Linked DNA regions of Rattus norvegicus: region 2 is linked to region 1. Evidence: chromatin contacts called from public Hi-C data. All regions are on one chromosome and are shown on one strand. Each heading gives the region's core, a stretch centred on a gene start, on an enhancer-like site or on the middle of the called end of the contact. The rest is flanking DNA. Distances are from core to core; before and after follow the strand shown. Region 1 has its middle 81 kb from the start of Arid1b. Region 2 overlaps Arid1b (AT-rich interaction domain 1B).

Region 1 (6,062 bases), core at 1,925-4,424:
ACTTAGATACATAGATAGATAGATAGATAGATAGATAATAGATAGATAGATGGACAAACAGACAGATGATAGACAGATGCATGCATATTATATGATGTATCATATATAGCACAAATATATTATTTATAAACATTACACAATATGCTTTACATACATTGTTTCATCACATAAATGAGTCTGGGAGGTAAGTATAGTTTTTCCATTTTACCAAAGAGGCATCTGAACTTTAAAGAACTTAAGTCAGCAATCTGAAATTACCAAACAACACTTTCCATTTCTGAAATCCAACCACTGTATCCTCTGCCCTTATAAACTCAGAGATGTCCATCAGCTAGCTTCACTTTCAACATGCAAGATTCTGATCTAAGCAGCAACAATGGGATTAGGGATGAGAACGGTATAGCCTCTGCTTTCAAAGCACCTAGTATTGTCTTCAGGGGGTACAAAGCATTCTCTGTGCAAGCAGAATGACCTGAGTTCCCAGTTCAGATCCCTGGAACCTCCTGGTCCTTCCTGCGACTCAAGCAGAGGCTGAGGCCTAGCTGTCTTTGCTAGGTCCTGCCACCAGTGCTGACTCCTGTTTGCTTATCTGACTTTACCAAACTGGACTCCTGGTGTATCAGTGAGGTGGTTTGTGAGTGGATCGAGCTGCTGCTGCTAACCTGTGAACTGAACTGCCGATTTCCAGACAACACAGACGGGAGTTGCTCCAAAGAACCTTTCTAAACAGGTTCACTTCCCCCAAATCCTTTCAACTACCCGAGGTGAGTAGTGGGGTAAAGGGAGGTTAAAGCATTTAAGGACCATCATTAAAAATAAGGTTTAAAAAAATTAAAGTTACATGTGGTAAACAACAAAGTTTCAATTTTGATGGGCCCTCCAGCCATCACATTAAAGGCAGTCAACAATTTTGGCTCCTATATCTATCTATAGCTTCTGTGATAGAGTCAACCCATCCATGAACGATCTTGCCTTTCTTTTCCTTTCTTTCCTTTTTAGACATGGCCTTGCTATGTAACTCAGGCTTACCTCAGATTTTCAAGCCCCTCCTTAACCTCACCTCACCTCATGCCAACACACCCCGCTGTACAGACTAAACAGTGCAGCATACATGACATTTAGGATGTGTTAGGAATACAAACTGGAGATGATTTACAGAAGAGGTATCCAACCTTCTGACACTGTCACATGACTGCCATCTACAAATGTGCTGTGCGCTACATTCTCAGTCATCATTGGCCACGCGTCAAACAGCACACAGTCACGCAAAGACTATATGAAAATACCACGCTGCGTGAGAGACTGGAACATAAGGAATTCGGAATGGGGAGGTGCTGAATGGAGAACTTTATTGGGAATATCCAAGGGAAATTACACTGAGAATGCTTTTTTGATCCCTTTGTATATTCTTTAGAGACAGAAAGAACAAGAGTAAGAAAGACGTGGATGAAGATTGAGGACTGGCATCCAGGAGCCCAGTCAAGAGCTGCTAGAACTCTTCTAAAGGAAGCTCTCCAGCACATTGTTCTTGGGATGTTCTCTCCACGAGGAAAGGGTTGTCTTTGTTGAACGTGTAAAAATTTAAATACTATTGATTCTCTTCCAACAGGCCAGGCAGACAGGAGTGAGAGAGTATATGTGTGGGTGGGTGTGAGCCTGGCTTTAAAGAAAGCTGCTTTCCCTTTTCCTCTGTAGTAGGTGGAGTGCCATGAAAACCTTCAACTGTTTTATACGTTGTTGATCACTTGCACTACCTACAGGGCAATAATTTTCTACTCTGTAAGGCAATCAATATGCTATCTACTACCATTGGCTCCCTCCATGCCCTTCTCCTTACCCTCACGGTTTTGAGACGTTTTTTAAAATTATAACTTCTTTAAAGTTTCCATTTTAAGCCTTTGGTTTTGTTCAAAGCTGTTAGTTTTCGACTTAAGGGAAATTTTGTTTGTTTGTTTGTTTGTTTCTGCTCTCAACTGTTATAAGCCCCATAGTTTAGTTTTAAGGACTCGAGTCACAGTATACCTTATTTGTCCCCTTGTGTCTGCTACTGCAGCCCTGGGTGTTTTGTATAATGCATGAGTGAGCCCCGCTTAGAAATAGAAATGCATTTTCAATAAGTATTTATTATGTTGTTCTGAGCATACAGCTTTAAATTTGCCCGCTGTAGCTTGAAGCATTACACAAACTGTTGGTCTGCCGACTGCCTCTCTGGCAGCAGCACACAGAAAATAGATTGCTAAGGGTTTTTTCCCCCCTCCTCCTCCCCCTCCTCTCTTCCCTCTCTCCCTCCCTCGATTTTCCTTTTTCTCGTTTTCTCTAAACCAGTCTTGAACATTTTTTTAAAAAATCTTGTGGCATTTTTAATCAACACGTATTTCCTTCCAAGACCTATGCTCCTCTATTGATTCCCATTAAAATGCTTTTCTTTTCTTTGACCCCCTCTGCTGATCGAATTTCAGATCAGCCACAGGATATGCAACTAACCTTCCGGCACTACTGAACCCAGCCGAGCGAGGGTGATCAAAAGACTTGATGCATTCATTAAACATTCCCCTCGCCCGGGCAGAAGCTCTAATGGAAGCTATCTTTTTGCACGGCAATCCTCCCCCCCCCCTTTTTTTTTTGTCTTTCCCTCCACCCTCCAAAAGAAAAAAAAAATGTTTTTTTGCCTTTGATCGCAAGGGAGGGGAGGGGGGAGAACATGAGAACAAAAGAGACCTATCTTTTCCCCCCGGGCTGACGTCAGTTTGATTTTACTGACAACTATTCGAGCGTGCGGAGCAGTTGGAAGCGGCCCCAGCCGCCCCCGCCCCCCACACCTTCCACTTTGGGGAGAAACTAAGACTTTTAGCAGCTCCGGAGACGCGCCCTGAAAATGGCCCGCTCGGCAAAGGGCATCCGAGGCTTATTTGTGTGGCACGATCTTTACTGGGGCGGAAAACACGCGGCGGGGGAGGAGCGGGAACGGGCGCAGCGGGGCGGGGAGAGCCAGGAATGTTCCTTCCCGGCTGCGAGCCCGAGGACGCGGGCCGAGGAAACAGGCCCCGCCCGGCCGTCGCGGGTCCGGGCGCGGGCGGCTCCGGGCGGCTCCGGGCGGGGCGGCGGCGCGAGGGTTCCGGCCTGACGGAGCCGGGGGAGCAAGGAGCCCGCGACCCCTCCGGCGCGCGTGCGCGGTGCGGCCCTCACACACACCACCGCCACCAACCACCCCCGGCCGCGGAGGCCTCTGCGACGCCTGTCTCCGCTCCGGGAGCGCGGCGGGCGGCAAAACCCGGTCCGGATGGGGTGCGGATCATACTGCGTGGCGTAGAGGCCCCGCTCCGGCGTCCTCCACCCTGCTGGAGAAGCCTTCGAGTTCCCAGTCGGGCCCCGGAGGCAAAGCCTCGGCCGAGGGCAACGCCACATCTGCGGTTGCCAGGACCCTAAGATGTATGAGCGACCTGAACCGTTTCTGGAAAAGTCATATTTTCCAGGCTTTCGTGAAGTAGTCACCGCTCCTGTTCTAAATCTGGAGGCGGCTGTGTATCTATTTCAGGGAGAGAGGAAGAAGTAAAAACTAGACCGGACTCCGGGAAACGTGGGCAGCGAGGTTGGACCGTGCCTGAGGTCCACTCAGTCCCCGTGACTCCTCAGACCTGGGTGTCTTCATTAGCTTAGGGTGTGTTAGGGGGCTCTGCAGGGAGGGGATTAGCATGGCCCAAAGGCTGGGGGCGTGGCTGGGGTAGAGGTTTAGGGTTCACCCCAGCAGCTGGACAGAATCCAACTCTTCTTTTAGGGTCTTGATTTTTCCCAAGTGGAAACATGCATAAAATAAAAAGTCAGTTTTTCATTTGACACCTTGTGTGCACTGCTGTCTTTTTTTGGTTTATTTTTGAGATGGTTGGGATGGAACCCAGAGCCCTTTGCCTGCTAAGCAACTACAAGTCTCTGCCAACTGAACTGTGTCTCCGACCACCCCTCTGGAATAGTTTGAGTATGTGTATGTGTTTCTAACCATCTCCAAACGGCTGTGAGGATCCCCAAGTATGAGTAGCAAGGTTTATTATTTTGGTATTTGCCCTAGGCCCTAGGCCAGTGTTCACCATAAGCACTGAGTACATTTTTCTGGATGAGTGTATGTTGGCAAGAATGAAGTCCTGGGAAGCTAGCATGAGGATCATTAACTTTAATTGAGTGGGGGGGTCAGGATAGGCTTCATGAAAGGTTAGTCCATTGAACAGAACCTTGGGGACCAGCCACAGATGACAGGAAAGGCACTTCCACATTGAGGTCAGAAAGTGAGCAAAGGAGTGAATGTACGATAGGAACATAGTAGGGCTAAGTAGTAATGTTAATATGTGATACAATAGAGAACATGGACAAACAGGAACCACAAAAAAAAAAAAAAAGCAAAGAGCTGTAAGCAGTTTTGGTAACTTCAGAAAATGTACACGGAATGAAAAATGCCAAGAAAAATCTCTGAGTTGGGAGTTAGGGAGGCACTGAGGGAGTTGGGGAGACTATGAGGTTCTCTCTGGAAAAAGACGTTAAGTGTGGAACCGATGTTTTCATTAAACATCTTTGGCCATTAGGGTCTTTCTCATTGGTGAAGACATGAGTTGATTTAGAAACAGAAAGGTATTAGTCATCTCTGTAAAGAGATGGGATGCGCTGGAGACAAGATAAATGTCTGCCTTCAGGAATGCTAAATAAATGGTGGCAAGGTCACAAAATGGAGAGCGAGGGAATGTGTAGTGAAGACATCAAAAATATAATTCAGGACGGGAGGGATGGCTCGGCCTTTAAGAGCATCCGTTGCTTTTGCAGAAGGCTCATCTTGGTTCCCAGTACCCACAAGTCACCTCATAATTGTAACTCCAGCTTCAGGGACTCAGCACCAGGCACACACATGCTGCCCCACGTATATGAAGGCAAAACTCACATACATAAAATATAAATAATCTTAAGCCACACTGCAGAGCTGGAGAGATGCCTACTAGTAAGATTCTTACACTGCAAACACAAGCAACAGAGTTCCATTCCCAGAACCCACATAACGATCTTTGGTGTGGTAGTGTGTGTTTCTAATTCCAGCACGGAGGAGATGGAGACTCAGATCCCTGGGGCCCCCTGGCCAGCTAACCTAGCCTACTTGGCAAGCTCCAGGGTAAAGAGAAGCCTTGTCTCAAAAATCAAAATGGGTGCCTCCAGAGGACTAAGACCTGCCAGGACCTGAACAGCTTTGGACGTAACCTTACTGGATCAAAGGGGAATGAGGAAACGACAGACACACATTCACCTATACAGAAAAGGGGACAAGGGTAGGCAGCAACCTGGATAGACACACACCAGCAGCCCTGGGTGGGTCTCTGTAGGGGATCAGTACCAGGCTGAAGTCATCTTAGAAGAGACAATCGTGCTTCATGATTTTGCCTCACACTGTCAACATCCTTATTCAGACCAGGAAAAGTTCTTGTGATTCCCATGGTTCCTAACCTGTGGGCCTCAACCCCTCTAGGGGTTGAATGTTAGATATCCTGTATATCAGACATTTACATTACGATTCATAACGGTAGCAAAATTACAGCTATAAAGTAGTAACAAAATAATTCTATGGTTGGGGTCCACCACGACATGAGGAACTGTACTAAATGGTCACAGTGCTAGGAAGGTTAAAAGCCACTGGTCTAAGGCAGCATGGTCCTGGGTATGGCTGCGCTCATGTTAACAGTACACATTCACTCAGGTATAGAGAGAATCTCTTCAAAGCATCATCTGTCTATAAAAAAGCTGATGGCCAATGAGCTGAGGCAGGGAATAGGAGGTGGGACACTGGGAGGAAAAGAGGATTCTGGGAAATAGTATAAAAGAGAGAGAGAGATTAAAGAGAGCAGTGAGGAGCCTGTTGTAAACCAGCAAGTAGCTGAACTCAGGATAAAATAAAGAGAGATACAAGAAAAATCCAATTGAGTAGCTGGGGAGATGCTGGGAAGATGCAAAGGAAGAAGCTGTTGGGGCTGAGGAGAGGTAACTAACCAAGTGGCAAACAAAGAATAATTTGTATGGTTAGATAAGTTACACGC
Region 2 (5,224 bases), core at 2,644-5,143, 230 kb after region 1:
AGAGATGCCGTCTGTAGGTCTAGCTACCATGAATTCCACAGCAGGATTGTTTAAGCTCAGGAGTTCAAAACCGACTTGACCAAACATAGTTACAGTTGGCAAAACATGCATGTAGGGACTGTCAGTGACTTTATGGCCTAGAGAAGTCATCCTTAACTCTTTGCATGTGTGTGCGACACAACACATGCAAGTCCTCATGGAACCATGCCAATCAACGCATCCCCCAGCTTTGCCTCTTTAACTGCCTGGTTCCCGGAGCTGGGAATGCATGTCCTACAGACCTGAGGAGCAGCTTCTCTGCAGAGGCGTGAGCCTGCTGCTCCAGCCCCAGGCCTGACTGGCGGCTTAGCCCAGCTCTAAGCCGTGTGGCTGGCCGTGTGGAATCGCTTCGACTCCTCATTTTAGTGGGGTTTGTTCACACAGAAAGATGCGGAAAATATTACTGGAGATTTTATGATAAAATAAAAATTTCCCCCAAATTTGACTTTTTCCCCCTTGGGTCAGGAGCAAATGATAAAGAGGCCAAATCCTTTAGGGTTCATGTCATAAACTAGGTCTAAGACATTGCAGATCTAGTGTGGACATTTGAAATGTACTGATAATTCCCAAGTGTCCTGCTCACCCCTGAGCCTCAGCGTGGTTTTCAGAGTGGGAATTGGTGACAGAGCAGCTGTTGTGACTGGAGTTCGCCCTTCTGTTTTCTACCCTGTGGTGCTATCTGAGAATGTACAGAAGTTGCCGGAAAGAAGGCAAAAGTAAATGGGTAGAGGAGTTCTTGGTATGCAGTGTAGCAAGCCATCATTAACGCTCTAGATGGCAGATCTGTGGGGCAGCCTGAGATGGTACCCAGTGGTAACCTTTAATTTAAAATGCTGGTGCCAGGTGTTAGGTAACAAAGGACTGCAATCCCAGCACCTGAGAGGTATAGGCAAGGGTTAGGAATTCAGAGCCAGCCTGATGACATAGTGAGTTCAAAGCCAATCCAGTCTGTATAAAAAGCCATCTTAGAAATTAAAAAAAAGTGGGGAGGGCTGGACAGATGGTTCATTGGTTAAGAGCATGGTCTGCTCTCTTCCTGAGGTCCTGAGTTCAATTTCCAGTAACCACATGGTGGCTCACAACCATCTGTAATGGGATCTCATGTCTGGTGTGTCTGAAGACAGCAACAGTGTATTCATATACATTAAATAAATAATGTAAAAATACAACATAAAAATTATCATGCTTGTGTGTGCTTGCAGGTATGTGCATGTAGTATGGCGCCTGTGCACATATATACGTATACAGATACATTTAGGGAGAGCTGAGGAAGGGTATCTGTCAATAATTATACTAATAATTATAAAGAGTGACCCTGTTTTTCTGGTCTCTTACTCTTCATCCCAGCTGTTTGGATGATAAATAGGTAAACCCATTACTTTGGGGTGTCCATGGCACTCACACTTTGGAGTTTCTCATCCAGGTTCTTTGCTGTTCCTTCAGTTTCAGTGTTTAACCCAAAGACCCTGTGCAGATTTCGGGGAGATTACAGAGGAAATGAACATGACTGTCTTTGAAGTAGACACACACCTTCTCTCATTTTTGCTGGCAGCCTGTGGTGTCCTTGGTGTCCTGGTCAGCACAGCTCTGCTTTTCTGTCCATGTAAACATCTAAGGTTCATTAGAACAGTTGGATGGGAAAAGTACTAGGACTGCATTTCACCCTCCAGATTCTGGATTCAATACAAAGTGCAATCTGGACGCTCTAAGCTAATGATCAAAGTAATTTTCTTTATGGAGGTGTATGAAAGTGGCGTGGGTGAATTTTCTTGCAGCTGTCCGTTGTTGCTCTTTGCTTGAGAATTAGGAAGACATTTGTTTACTTTGTATGGCTCAGTCGCCATTTTTAATGGTGAGAAGCCTGCTGTGAGGAGGGAATGTCTTCTGTTATGTTTGCATTCAGGATGGGTAGCCCCACTGCTCCTAGAAGAGCTTGAGTTGACCTAAAGCCACAAGTTCCGATTTTTAAAAAGCTGCTCTAATCTGTCAGGTGGGGGTGGGGGTGGAAAACCAACAAGCCGGAATAATGATGTCACCACAAATGGAGGGTCAGTTGAAGGCTGTGTGTGACCCAGCTACCATGGTGAAGAGGGGAGTTTGAAGTTATACAATTTTTAATAGAAAGGCAAAATACGTTATATCTTAGGGAACCTCACCTTCTGTGATTTTGTAGAAGGAAATGTTCTATAAAGAAACATAAAACGATCCTGAGAAAATAATGAAATTGGTACCAAAATAGAGACTGTTCTGTGTGGTTAAAGCCGTGATTCTGTATTAGTCAAAAGCTTACACGGGGCTTACATGAGGCCTTGTCACTCAAATAATGGACAATTGAAAATTTTTTCTAGAACTTGATTGGCTCTTTTAACTGTCAAAATTGTAAATCTAACAGTTATATCCAAAGGACTGGTTTATTGAGCCCACTTTCATATTTCATGGTGACTTTTAAAATAGTTCCCTTAATCATAAACATGTAGCAGAATGAAAATTCACTCAATGTTGCTGAATTGCAAGTAGTTTTATAATCTGATTGTTTTTTTGAGATAGGTATGAAGGTGACATTTTCCTTTTTTGAAACGTGTTGTGTGTTTTCACAGAAGTTGGCTTGTTCCTTAGTTAAGAAATTGGTGGGATGATGGTGGCTAGGATTTTAGGTGCACTGGTGACTTGAGGCCACCGTCTGGTGCATGTGTGGTGAGATAGGCATGCTGTTTTTCATGAACTTCTAGACTTGGGCACATGTCAGTGCAGAGAAGAGGAGGCCTATCTGTCCAGCTCTTCCTGAGGAGAGACTTGGCTGGCCTGACTCCCCTGTCTCCACCCCTGGGAGAGGTCAAGGGAAGCAACTCAGCCTCCAGGTATACTTTAGTCACAGCCCTTGACCCTTTAAAGAGAGGGATTGGGTGCCTGCCAAGGAGCCGCAGGGACAAAGGACAACAACCCTGGTTTGAAACTGTAGCTCTTTTCTTGGTGGGAAGCTTGGGCAGCCTTTCAAGTCTGTGAAAGGGATGGCTCTTGGCTGTTCCTATTTTTATAAGAAAACTAACTCTTATGATTAGAGCTATTCAGCAGAAAGTGAATTCATGTTACACTGTATTTATTCTTATAGACAGTAATATAATAATAGATCTGTCTTTGATTTGGGCCCATCTTCATCATCTGTTACTAACTTGACGTAAAAGCAAATCCTATTTCTTTATAAAAAACTTTTCAGGATAACTTTAACTCCAAGATTCTCCTGAATTTCCACAACCGCACTTGTCCAGAACTTGGTGAGTTTTCAACTCTGTAATCTTGACTTTTAGTTATGGTTCAGCTGGGTTACTGCTGGGCCAGCCTTCCGTACTTGTAGTGTTTTTAAAAAGCCCACAACTTACACTTTCTGTGATTGAGTGGTTGTGAGAAAAGCCAGGGGTGGGGCGAGGGCAGGTGCTCTCCCAAGCTCGGTGCAGATGGATGTGGGCCCAGCTCCTCCCATGAAGCAGTCACAGCATTCAGTTTAGCGGGCATGGGGGTGGTGTTGCAAATCAACACAGACCCTCAGTCACTCCTACTGAGTGAGAAAAGGGTAGTGGGAGAAACTATTTGCATTTTCTTCTGGGAGCAAGGAAAAAGCAAGAAGTCTGTGCCATGAAATTGAGGTTCTTGACTGTTTACTTTTGGTTTTACTCCCAGGGTCCCCTGGTGTTATTGACTAAGGCAGGTCTTCCCGGAGGAATATGAGACCGTGGTATAGTCCGCCTCATAATGTTCCTGGATATTTTTATAATTTATCATCAGCTGACACTGCCTGGGTAGAATATTCTTACCACTCCCTCTGGCTGCTGGAAGTCTGAAATTACATCTTTGTCTTTGAAGTCAGGCATACTGTTAGCGTTGCTATGGTGACAGGGTGGGTAATGGCCTAGGCAGACTGGAGATTGGTGCTTAGCATTTAAACGCTGCTGTACACAAGGCCTTGCTTTTTAGAGCAGTTACTGAAGTCTACCCTTTTAGTAAATGTTTAAAAATTACATTTTTACATGGTCTTACTAGATTAATAGTCATGGTTTATTTAGTTTTAACTGCAAGGATAAAAGCATTATTCCATTAAATGGGTAGCTTTTTCCCCTCTCTTTTGGTTTATGCATTATTAACACAGGCTTTCCTGTTTTGCTTGTAACATTTTTATAGGCTTTTTCAAACACAGAGTCAGATTTGCTCTGTTGCTCCTTTAGTTTAGGACTTAACCCATTCTCGGCTTGATCCTTCACAGCTTCACATGGGGAACAGTGTTAAATGACTAAGCTTTCCTGAGAGCAAAGTTTTTTAAAGCTGCGTTTGTAGTAATGTCTGGTTAGCCATTCTGGTGAACTGTAGCAGTGGTGGATTTGAAAACGCTTTCGTTGTGAGACCTCACTGAGTGCCCCTCTCACATGAGCGTTTGGAGGAGGAAAAGAGACAGTTTGAAAGATTTCAGTTGATGTAACTTTAGAAGTAATATCTTTGGCTTATTAAACCTGCGTAGGAATAGACCGTGTGCTTACAGGTAGGATAGCCACGTTTCTGCTCACTTGATTCATAAATTGATTCTGGCACAGTGCCACACAATACAGACTTTATCACAGGATGAAATCTTTCACTAAGGTCACTTAGGGGTTTCTCTTCATGCTAACTGGATGATTCTTTGTGTGTGTTGGGGATGTGAGACAGGATTTCTTTATAACCCTGGGGACCCTGGAACTCACTTTGTAGACCAGGCTGGCCTCGAAATTAGAGATCTTCCTGCTTCTGCCTCCCAAGTGCTGGGACTAAAGGCATGTGCTGTCACCACCTAGCTTGGCTCTGAGGTCTATTTCTGCCCTTTTCACCTACACAAAACAAATTAATGTCTCTCTCCTATGTGAGGGCTGGTCCAGACAATTTAATATTTGCCCCTCCCACCCCTGCAAGGCTAAGTAGTCTCTTGAATTGATTGTCTCCTTTATAGATCTCCACCCTAACATTGGCATCACCATCTTCTTTTCTTTTCTTCTTTTCTTAAAGAAAAAGACTCTCATTGTGTTCCCCAGGCTGGCCTTGAATTCTGGGGCTCAGGTACTTCTCCTGCCTCACTTTTAATTCCATGGACAACTCCTCTCATCCTCTGCCACACCCACCTTCCACCTGGCCTTAACTCTCTGGTCTCACTTGTTTGTCTTAGTAC

What was found. Hi-C and Micro-C count contacts between places; a contact is called where the count stands out from the background.
Region 2: a contact with region 1 is called in a Hi-C map of mammary epithelial cells, with 2.6 times the contacts expected there. The contact joins two enhancer-like sites. A contact is called at or near these places in 1 of 12 Hi-C or Micro-C datasets (mammary epithelial cells) and 1 of 1 datasets of contacts at active chromatin or transcription factors (oligodendrocytes).

Annotation. Positions count from the first base shown.
Region 1 is chr1:47,890,262-47,896,323 of GRCr8, forward strand. No RefSeq gene overlaps it. Among named protein-coding and RNA genes, the nearest start is that of Arid1b, 81 kb to the right of the region's middle. Within about 2 kb of position 3,175, at least 89 of the 93 cell types and tissues checked have an H3K27ac peak or open chromatin away from gene starts, as enhancers often do.
Region 2 is chr1:48,122,833-48,128,056 of GRCr8, forward strand. All of the region lies in intron 4 of Arid1b (AT-rich interaction domain 1B), which reads left to right. Among named protein-coding and RNA genes, the nearest start is that of Arid1b, 150 kb to the left of the region's middle. Within about 2 kb of position 3,894, at least 36 of the 93 cell types and tissues checked have an H3K27ac peak or open chromatin away from gene starts, as enhancers often do.